Linked DNA regions of Anas platyrhynchos: region 2 is linked to region 1. The links are chromatin contacts, called in public Hi-C maps. All regions are on one chromosome and are shown on one strand. Each heading gives the region's core, a stretch centred on a gene start, on an enhancer-like site or on the middle of the called end of the contact. The rest is flanking DNA. Distances are from core to core; before and after follow the strand shown. Region 1 overlaps TMCC1 (transmembrane and coiled-coil domain family 1). Region 2 overlaps IFT122 (intraflagellar transport 122).

Evidence for each region. Hi-C and Micro-C count contacts between places; a contact is called where the count stands out from the background.
Region 2: a Hi-C map of liver shows a contact between it and region 1, with 4 times the contacts expected there. The contact joins two enhancer-like sites. A contact is called at or near these places in 4 of 8 Hi-C or Micro-C datasets (liver, skeletal muscle and subcutaneous adipose tissue).

What each region holds. Positions count from the first base shown.
Region 1 is chr13:510,558-515,826 of IASCAAS_PekinDuck_T2T, reverse strand. It overlaps TMCC1 (transmembrane and coiled-coil domain family 1), which reads right to left. Exons shown (of 10, transcript XM_072044563.1): 10 at 4,305-5,269. Among named protein-coding and RNA genes, the nearest start is that of PLXND1, 17 kb to the left of the region's middle. Within about 2 kb of position 1,561, at least 6 of the 8 cell types and tissues checked have an H3K27ac peak or open chromatin away from gene starts, as enhancers often do.
Region 2 is chr13:633,880-638,446 of IASCAAS_PekinDuck_T2T, reverse strand. It overlaps IFT122 (intraflagellar transport 122), which reads left to right. Exons shown (of 27, transcript XM_038185676.2): 19 at 532-698; 20 at 1,567-1,738; 21 at 2,858-2,960; 22 at 4,503-4,567. Among named protein-coding and RNA genes, the nearest start is that of RHO, 15 kb to the right of the region's middle. Within about 2 kb of position 1,661, at least 1 of the 8 cell types and tissues checked has an H3K27ac peak or open chromatin away from gene starts, as enhancers often do.

The sequences.
Region 1 (5,269 bases), core at 312-2,811:
ACCTTTAAAAGCTGTGATCTGGCTTTGGACTACAGAGATGGCCACAAATGGCGGAAATGGGAAGTGTGGCAAGAGAAAGCCACTTGGCTCTGCTCTGCCCCTGCTCCCCGCTCAAGGCCCACGCCCACAGGGTGAAGACCCTGGCTGGGGTCCCGCGCCTGACCTCAGCCTCCCGGAGCAAAACCGTGTCTGCTCAGCGGGACCTACAGTACTGCTGTGGGCCAGGGTGCTAAGTCCATGTGCAAAACGTGTTTAGGTGAGCCCTACAGGAGCTGTTATCGCTACCTACAAATTGTGCCTTGCCTATGTTTCCATACCAATTGTGGAGACTGGGCAAGTTCACCTTTCCCTCTCTTTTTCACACATTTTGTGCGTATCAGTCGGCATGGTGGGAAGGAAAAGCAGGCTGTCCCTGGGCAGCAGCTCGCCACACCAGCTGGCTCCGGGCCGCCCTGTGAGCACCCCCAGGAGCAGTGGGGCACCTGGCCGTGCCTGTACCCCCCCCCGGTCCCGAGCCACAGGCCCAGAGGCACCGAGTCTCGGCCTAAGGCCTCTGCTCGCAGGCGTGCTGGGTGGCGGCCGCGGGGCTGGGCTGTCCCTGCAGGGCCCCACCTGGGGGGCTGGGACACCCCGAGAGCAGCCGGGACACCCCCGTGCGCTCAGTTCCCGAGTTAGTGAAACGCTGCGAGGGGCTCGGTGGCAGCTCCTGGGAGCTCCTGATGTGCCAGGACACGTCAGAAGGGTTTTTGGGAGAGCGGAGCCCAGGTCTCCAGATCTGCTCTTGGCGACAGGGAGAGGGGGGAACCTTTGGGGCAGCCCGGTGGCGGCCGCGTGCTGCCAGCGCCCTGCCCGGGGCAGCCCGTCCGGCTCACAGCCCGCGGCCCGGGGCAGGCCCCGTTCCCGCACGGCGCGGGGCCCCTCCTGCGCCCTGTGCCCGAATTATCGGCACTGAGCGCTTGGCGGTGACCAGAGGCTGGGGCGAGGTGCGCGGCGTTTTTCTGGAGGGAGCAGCTGGAGGCGGCCGGACCCTGCCGGCCCCGCTGCCGCCGCGATCCCCCCGCGGCACCGGGAGCCGGGGCCTTGACAGCGCGCCCACGGCTCCGCCCTGCCCGCGGGGAGCCGCCGCGTGTCGTCGCTGTTCGCTCGCCTTTCACTATTTATCGTTAACCAGGAGCCGGCCCCGCAGCGCATACACGGTGCGTCTGTGCCCGCTCAGTGCCGGGCCGGGGCCGGGCCGCCTCCCGCCGCCTCCGTCCCTCCGCGGGCACCCGGGGCGCGGCAGCGGCGGGAGGCGGCGCCGTGTCCGGGCCGGGCCCCGCGGCTTCCCCGCCGCCGCCGCCAGGGGGCGCCAGAGACCGGCGCGGGCCGGGCCGGGCCGGGCGCTGCTCGGGGCACCCGCGGCGGCCTCGGCTGGGGGGAGGCGGCGGGGGCCCTGCGGGAGGGCCCCGAGGGGGCTTCTCGGCCGGGAGTTCCTCGGGTTCACGTGAATTCGAGGCGCGGCAGCCAAATCTTTTGTGGAGCGCTGGAGCTGAGAGCGGTCCGTAACCCCGTAACCCGCCCCCTGCTCGGGCACCCGTGCACCGGGGAGAGGGCGGGGGTCGGGCCCGTCCCGGGGGCACGGCCGCGGTGTCCCTGCACGGGGCGCTGCGCCCGGGCCCCGTCACCGCCTGCCCGCTGCCTGCTTATTCGCGAGAAGCAAAAAGGTCCGTCAAGAGCACGTTCTGGGAAGCAACGTAACGGCAGCCCCTGGGAGGCCTGCAGGAGCACCTGCATCGCACCCCGCACCGCGCCGCCCCTCCGGCCAGCAGCACCCGGGGCTGCTGTTCCCTTGAAGACGTTTCCATGGCGAGCCGTGCCCTCCTATGAGCCCCGCCGTGCCTCGTGATCCCCCAGGCAGCAGGATGTCCGTTTCCAAAATGCCCACTCAGCTCTCAGGGTGTGCCCGAGGGCGGATGACCGTGCTTCCTGCTGCCCGGCCCCCTCCCTGAGCAAACAGAGAGCTCTCGCTCCCTCCGATCTCACCCACAGCCCGCTCAGCTGGCTGCTATGGCACTTAAATGCAAGCCTGGAGGGGAGCTGTGCTGACCCGGAGCTTGCATTCACATCCAGGAGCTGGAGAAACGCGCAGGGGAGGTGCAGGCGCGGCAGCAGTGCCCGAACCTGCTGGCAATGGGGTGCTGAGCGAGCATGTGGAGAGCCACTGCGGTGTCTGCATCGCACTCAGCTGCTTCACTGAGCTCCTACTCCCTCATCAGGGGTAGCGTTAGGCATCAGAATTCCCTAAACAATGAAGTTGGAGACAGGGATGTCCTTGAAGTTGTCACTGCAGATACTGATATTTAACCCTTTAAGGGTTAAGTGCTTTAGTGTGTGTAGCAAAGCAAGTTGAACATCAGCTGCACGCAGGTAACTCTACAGGGAAACCTGCGATGGGGAGGGAGGCTGAAAACCACCAGAGCTTTCCGTCCTCTTCTTGCTTTGCTCCTCAGGCAGCGTCTCCTATTCTGCTTCAGCATAACCTGTTTTGCCCCTTTGGCACAGGCCTGGTACAAGGTGTGAAAGGCAGAGCACGTGGACTCTTATTCCTAAGGTCAAAGGGAATCTTGTTAAGGACGTAACACCTCAAGAAAGCTGGTTTGACCAGGGGTGTTCCACTGCATACTAGCTCAGGCAGCAGAGAACCCACTTCCTTACGTTTCTGGTGACCTCTGAAGTCAGTGTGGGAGATTTCAATGGAAGCCAACAAACCACTAACCAACTCTTTAAAGGAGAAAGTGGACTTTCTGCTTGTTAAGGAACAACTTGAAGACACGTCTTGTCGTAGAGCACTGTTTGTTTGCCCAAATTTCGGCAATCAACACATCATGTTTCCATTTGACCTGAAGGAGTGTATACTCCAGTGAGACAAGTCAGCTGTTCCTCCACCTCCATGGTGCAACCCAGCATAGCTGTACCCTTGCTACAGCCTTGTTTGTCTCCAGGGACCTGGGTGGAGCTATCAAACCACTTCCCACATACCAACCAAAAGCTGAGTAATGACTCCTAATCCTCTAAATGGTGGGATTAAAACTGTTGGCTTGGATGTAGAAGGCCACCCTTGGTCTTTATGCCCTCTTGTTGATCCTGAGCCACATGCAGCAACCACAGTCAGCCCAACCAGCCCCTATCAGGTGACCCTCAAAAGAATGCAGACACATTAAACCTCACAAGCAACACCCACGTCCTATCCTGAGTCAGTTCTAGCAAAAGCAGGCCCATGCACTTGCTTCATCCATAACCTGCTGGAATTTGCCTTGAAAACAGTTGTTTTTGCGTTTTCATCTTTTTGTATCTTTTGCAGCATTTGTGTCTTTCTGTGAAAACGTAAAAATCTCCTTCCCTTAAAGTTTTTGCCATTCCCTTCTTGGTTCTTTGCTCTCAAGGCCAGCTCACCAAAACCAAGAGGAATGAGTGTTTCCTCTGTATCAGTGAGAAATCTGCCCACTCCCAGCTCGTACAAATACTAAAGAATTGAAAAAGTCTGCAAAACTTGGTAGACAAAATATTTATACTCACAGTGGTGGTCCAACCAACACCATAACGCTCTCTGACCTTTACTCAGCACAAGAGGGAATGGGTTGCTGGTTAGTGACTGCAGTCCTACCAGCTGAATTTTTCCTCTTCAAAGCTGAGCTGGGGCCAGGACCTGCTCCATGACAAGCTCCACGTGAGAAATGCAGGTGGCTAGAAATGCACCCTCCTTTGCATGTGCAGCCCAGCACTGAGCTGATCCTGCAAGCCCAGTAAGGAAGAAGGCCGAAGATGTGAGAGCCAGCAGCAGGGCCATCTCCGCTGGGGCAATCTGCGTTACAGACAGGACCAGCTCCTTCTTCAAAGACAGCTCTCGGGCAAGTCATTTCATCGAATTGTGCCCACCGTCCAGCTGAGGCTTACAGCACTGCAGGTCAGGAGAGCAAACAAACCCTGTGACATGCACATGGTACAGACTGGTCAGATACCTGTGGGAACAGCAGTGACCCCCGTCCAGGGGCTGCCCCAGGCTGTGGGAGTATCAGGGGACCGGAACAAAAGGGATGAAAATAATGCAGTGATGTTCCTCCTTCTCCTCCACACCAAACAGCCAATTTATTCTCACCAGGGCCAGGTGGTGTATGGCTGCACATGGGATGAAGTTTGATAACCGGATTTATGGAGACCTTGCTCAAATTTGAAGCTCTCAGAGCTCAGCACACTTTTTACACCCTCCCTCTTTTTTCTTGATCCCCTCCTTTAGCACCCATGGAAACATGCAAATTAGGCCAGTGTTAATAGCTGAGGTCTTTATTTAAATTTTTTTATATACAGTAAAAGTGTTGCAGATAAATCTGCAACAAACATACAAGACAAATGTAAATCTCTCTCAACAATTAGCAGCTTAAGATCTATAAACTACAGTGTTACGTTCACAAGTGTCATTTCTGTACTTTTCAATCCGTGCAAGTGAGTTTTTCTGTTTATTTTTTACACTTTTAAAACACACTTACAGCTAAGTCAATTGCCTACTACTATACCACCTGGCATACACAACACAGACACACGGGGTTTTAAACTCTTTAGCCACATTCAGAATTCACTTAACTGGTAAAACTACCCAATCTCGAACCCCTTTGTAGCTTGGCTTCTTTTGTTACAATGCTGCCTTTTTGTTTAATTTAAAAAATGCATATTTTTCAAAGCTGAAAGACAGTGCTTTTCTGTCCCAGTGCAACATGTACAGAACTCAACATTTCATCTGATCAGACCTTAAAAACTCACAGGACTGGAATAAACCAATGAAATAATTGCTGTGAGCATGCTCAGAATCATTAAACTAAACTAATGAGGCTGAGAGGAAAGAGAACTTCGTAAAATTAAAAACGTTTTTTGTTTTTTGCATCAGTTTTTTTTTTTCTTTTTTACATTGACAAAGCAAATAGGGGACAACAGATGAACCACAGAATTTCACTGAGGAGCTGTTGCTTTTTTAACATAGTCCATTATATTCTTCCCTTTTTATATGCCAAGTTGATATGTTCTAAACATATCTAAGCAATTTCAGAATTGTTTCAACTCTGAATATGAAATGTTTTGGGAAACATTCTGCTACTCAGAGATGGTCACTAAAAAGTTTACATCCATAAGGAAGGCTAATAAAAGGTACTCACACATGCACACTCGCATCCATGGTGGAAACTGTCTTCGACATGTCATCCAGGAATGCTTCATCAAGAAATCAAACAAAACCACTTAC
Region 2 (4,567 bases), core at 412-2,911, 120 kb before region 1:
GAAAGAGCACTTTCTTAAAAAAAAACTTAAAATTGGTATTTCTCTCTCTCTCTCTCTCTCTCCTTTTAAGATTAATACCATTTTGTTTTAGAAAGCTGTGTTCCTAGATGGCATGCAGAAATCTATGAAAAAAAAAAAGACAAAACACAAAACTACAAAAGTAGTTTATATCTACTTAAACAGGTTCAACAGGGGAAACCTCCCAGCTTGATTCCTTGGAAAGCTACTGATAACCTCTGAGGCATCTTTGTCATTCTGCTCATAGCCCTCACAGAATCTCTCACTTTCATTTATCTGTTTTTTAATTTACCTGTGTAGAGGGGAGACTTGCCATTGTTTCCTACTGAACATTGGCCTTTGATTAGTTGCTGAAAGCTGGATCGATTTCTGTTGCTCTGTATGCACTGTTTTTTTTCTTAGAAGGCATAACAATATTAATCAAAAAAGCCCTTATGTATTTTAGAATTCAGAATGTAACAGTGTTTGTGACCAGAAAGTAATGCCAACTTTTTTTGTACTGTGCTATTTCAGGATTTTCTCAGGTCTGGAGATCCCAAAGACACAAAGATGCTAATCAAAAAGCAAGCAGATTGGGCCAAGAATATCAATGAGCCCAAAGCAGCAGTGGAGATGTACCTTTCTGCAGGCGAGCACATGAAAGCCATAGAAATCAGCGGGGACCATGGCTGGGTTGATACGTAGGTTTTAATTCCATCTCAGAGTTACTGTATAACAGAAACTTGAGTGAATTCTGCATAACTTTAAAATAGGACAAAACCCGTTTGATACACTCAGTATGATATAAACAAAGGTGCATAAGCTGTATTTGAAGCACATCTACAATTTAATATGTTTCAAAAGTTGCATTAAATGTTAAGAGCATAGGGGCATTATGCTATGAAAATAACTGTGTTACAGTAATAAATTGGGTTCCTCAGTATTATGGGGCTGTCTTCTAAAATATGCATGCCTTAAACATTTCAGAGTAATTGTCACAGCAGTGACTGTATTTGGTAGCCTGTTTATGTTTTAAACTGTTGCAACTGAGAACTGGAGCACGGAATTGCTAGACATAAATTCTTGGGCAACTCTTCTGCTGGTCAAATACTTCTTGATTCACAGTAATTCATACTTCGGGTCTTCTGCTGAGTTAACATAAAAACTTGGACAAGTGACTCCGCATTCCCTTGACTCAGTTTCCCTTGTGGCAAATGGAGTAATGTTTATTCATGAGTTTGGGTTTTTTTAGGTCAGAGTTAAGGAATCGTGTCCCATGTGACTTAGTGATGGAGGACCTACTGCTTCCCTCTGTCCATGACTGAGCAAACCCTCTGAGGACAGTTTGTTGTGATACGGAATTGTGTGCATTAGTAAGGATTGTAGGAACAGGTTTTGAGCTTGTAAAAGATAAAAAGAGTTTTAAACAGCTTTCAGTAAGTGTTCAAACAGTGGGTCACGTGATACTACTGTTACAGTATTAAATAATAGCCGATTAACAGTGAAGTTCTTACAATAGTTAAATAGCAGCTGAACCTGGAATGTTTGTCATCTTTTTATGGTGTCTAGGTTAATAGAAGTTGCTCGGAAACTGGATAAAGCTGAGCGTGAGCCTTTGTTAAAATGTGCCTTCTATTTTAAGAAACTTGATAACCCTGGCTATGCAGCAGAAACATACATGAAGGTCGGTGACCTGAAAGCATTGGTCCATCTCTACGTGGAGACTCTTCGCTGGGAAGAAGTAAGCATGCTTTTGGTTCCTTTGTTCAAAATTGCTGCTACTTGTTATCTCTGGTTGAAGGAGGGAGATAAATGTCTGGTTCCTCCACCACTGGAGGGAAGGGGGAAGCAGGGAGGGTGAAGGCTTCCACAGAATGTGATTCTGAGTACTCAGGTTAATTTTGTATGCTCATTGCTCTTTCTTTGATTTTGTGTATGGGTGATTTTGGTGTTTTTTTTGGTGTAGTGTGTTTTTTTGTTTTCTTAAGTGTCCTAGCTGAACATTTCTTGGTCTCATTTCTGAACACCTTTTTTGCGTGTTGAGGTATAGTTGCCCATTTCCTATGCAAATCCTTAAGATGCTTCTAGCCCATTAGAATAAATATAAAATATATCAGGGGAAATATCAGGGAAATTCTGTTTTGAGCTGCATTATTTTTATAACTTGGACATGTGTGAGTGAGAATAGCATATGTATGATGTAGATCTGATGAATGTATGCTGTGTGAACCCCACTTTATAAGCTAGATTTATGCTTATGATTAGGTAAAGTTTTGCTGTCTTCAGTGGGTTTTTCCATGGAAGCATGAGTCTGCCAGTATCGCATACTTCAAAGCTGGGGTTACCTGTTCATATTTCTTCAAATTGAGATTTTGATAGGTGTAACTTCAGGGTTTTCGAAGTGCCACTAGAACTGACACTTACCCCCCCCTGTAAATTATATAGGTGCTTTTGAAAATTGTATGTTTATTCTTCTGTTGACCAGTTAGTGAGTTTAGGAAGCAAACCCTGTTTACAGTGTTGCTTCAGTCTCTTTAGAAGATACATTCAGTAAAAAAATGAAAACATTTCATGTTTCCTGCTGTGAAATTTACTAAATTTCCTAGATACACTTTCACGTTTCCCTAACTCATAATCCAGACTGCTGCTATGCTTAGCTTTTCTTTTGTTGGTGATTGCTTTTTATTTTAAAATACATTAGTTTCATACTGGAGAAAAGATGGATATAATCTGTATTATGTGTATGTATTTTCATTGTGAATTTACTCGGAAATAAAAGATTGATCCCGTGGAGTATGCTAAACCTTTTAACTGTTTAAATCGCGCAGTATGCTAAAAATGAATTTATTATGTACCTCAGGCATTTGCTTTGAGTGAAAAGCATCCTGAATTCAAAGATGATGTCTATGTCCCTTATGCTCAGTGGCTAGCAGAGAACGATAGATTTGAAGAAGCCCAAAAAGGTAAGACTTGCAGACAGACCACTGGACACTCAAAATGTCCTCTGTACTTTTCCAACACAGAGTATGCAGTCTTTGCCCTCGAGGGTTTCTTATCAGTGAGATTCAAAACCAAATAGAAACCATGTTTTCAGACCAGTCTTAAAGAAAAGTAGCTGGAGCTCTCTATTAATTAGAAGATGTTATGGATCTGTCAGAAGCGATAGCATCCAAATATAGTTCCAGATTTTTCCATCTCATTGCATAGCTGAGATTGACACGTGGCTACAGGTATTTGGCATATAATCTGAACTGTTCTAATTAATATTTTCATCACAATAAGATTCAAAGTGTAGCAAGTACTTTGCAGATCAGAGTGGAAAGACCTGTTTTCCTTATGTTTAGATAATGTTAGTTTTGTACAAGTAAAATCTTCATGTTTCTTTAAGAATTTTCTAGATTTTTGTTAGGCTTATAAAATTACCTTTAAAGAGAACTGTCAACCTTCCATCATGTGGACAGGCTTCAAAATTTTATTCGTAAATTGTTCCAGGGATAAGAAGAGATTTGAAGCAAGCTCCATGTGGAGCCAGCATGTTTTTAGTATACTTCCTTTTCTCAGGTGCAGCTCCATGTGACTGTTGCATCTGCTGTTTCCAGAGCCAGCTCGGATCTAAGAGTATAACTGCATTTGCATATAAGGGCCAAGCTAGTGAACATGCCAGACGTGAGCTGTCTGTACAAAACTAGTTTATATGTCTCAGCAGTAAACCTTTGAGCATCTGCTTTTAGGGCAGCTTAGTAGTTTGCACATAGAGCTCTGCACATACAGGTGTATTGTTCACAGTTAGTTCCACAGAGGACTGCTGAAGTTTCTTGGCTGATATAAATTCCCCCAAATGGGGTGAGCTAGAGATCATTGTGTATGTATATATGAGAATTTGGTTATATCGAAACTACCTAAAGTCAGGAGGCAATTGTGCTATCTTTATTTATTTTTTTCCCTTTATTACTCTATATGAAGGCAGTGTTTGCCAAATGCATTTTTATCAAGTGAGAATTCAGGATCTAACTTTATACTGGTTTCTGAGGTTCAGTTAAAGAAATGCTTTTAATAAATGCTAGAATGATATAGTAAATGGTATAATCTTTTAAAAAAAATCAGCATTGCAAACTAGAGCACTAACTTCAATTTATTGTAGTTTTGAATGCAAGTGTGATTTGTGGTGTTTAGAGTTTGCTTGTATATGAATCTAAAAGATCATTGTGGTTTTACTCTTTTCTGTATTTAAATAAAAAAACGGAACACCCGGCATTGTACAATGTCTGTCAGCTCAAGAGCCCCTGAGACAGTGCAAAAGCCATAAAATACCTACAGATCCATCTCATGTTCCATTAGTATTGCTGCTTTCAAGGAGAAAAATACGAGTGTATAATCCTTTTCATCCTCTCTGAGTAGATGATTTGATATTGGCTGAATAGGCTGCTCTTAATTTAAAAACATTAATTTCAGTTAATTGATATAATCACACTGTAAAATCCTCTTTGTTTTGGCCTTCTTCATAGCATTCCACAAGGCTGGCAGGCAGAGTGAAGCTGTTAGAGTGCTGGAGCAGCTAACACACAATGCT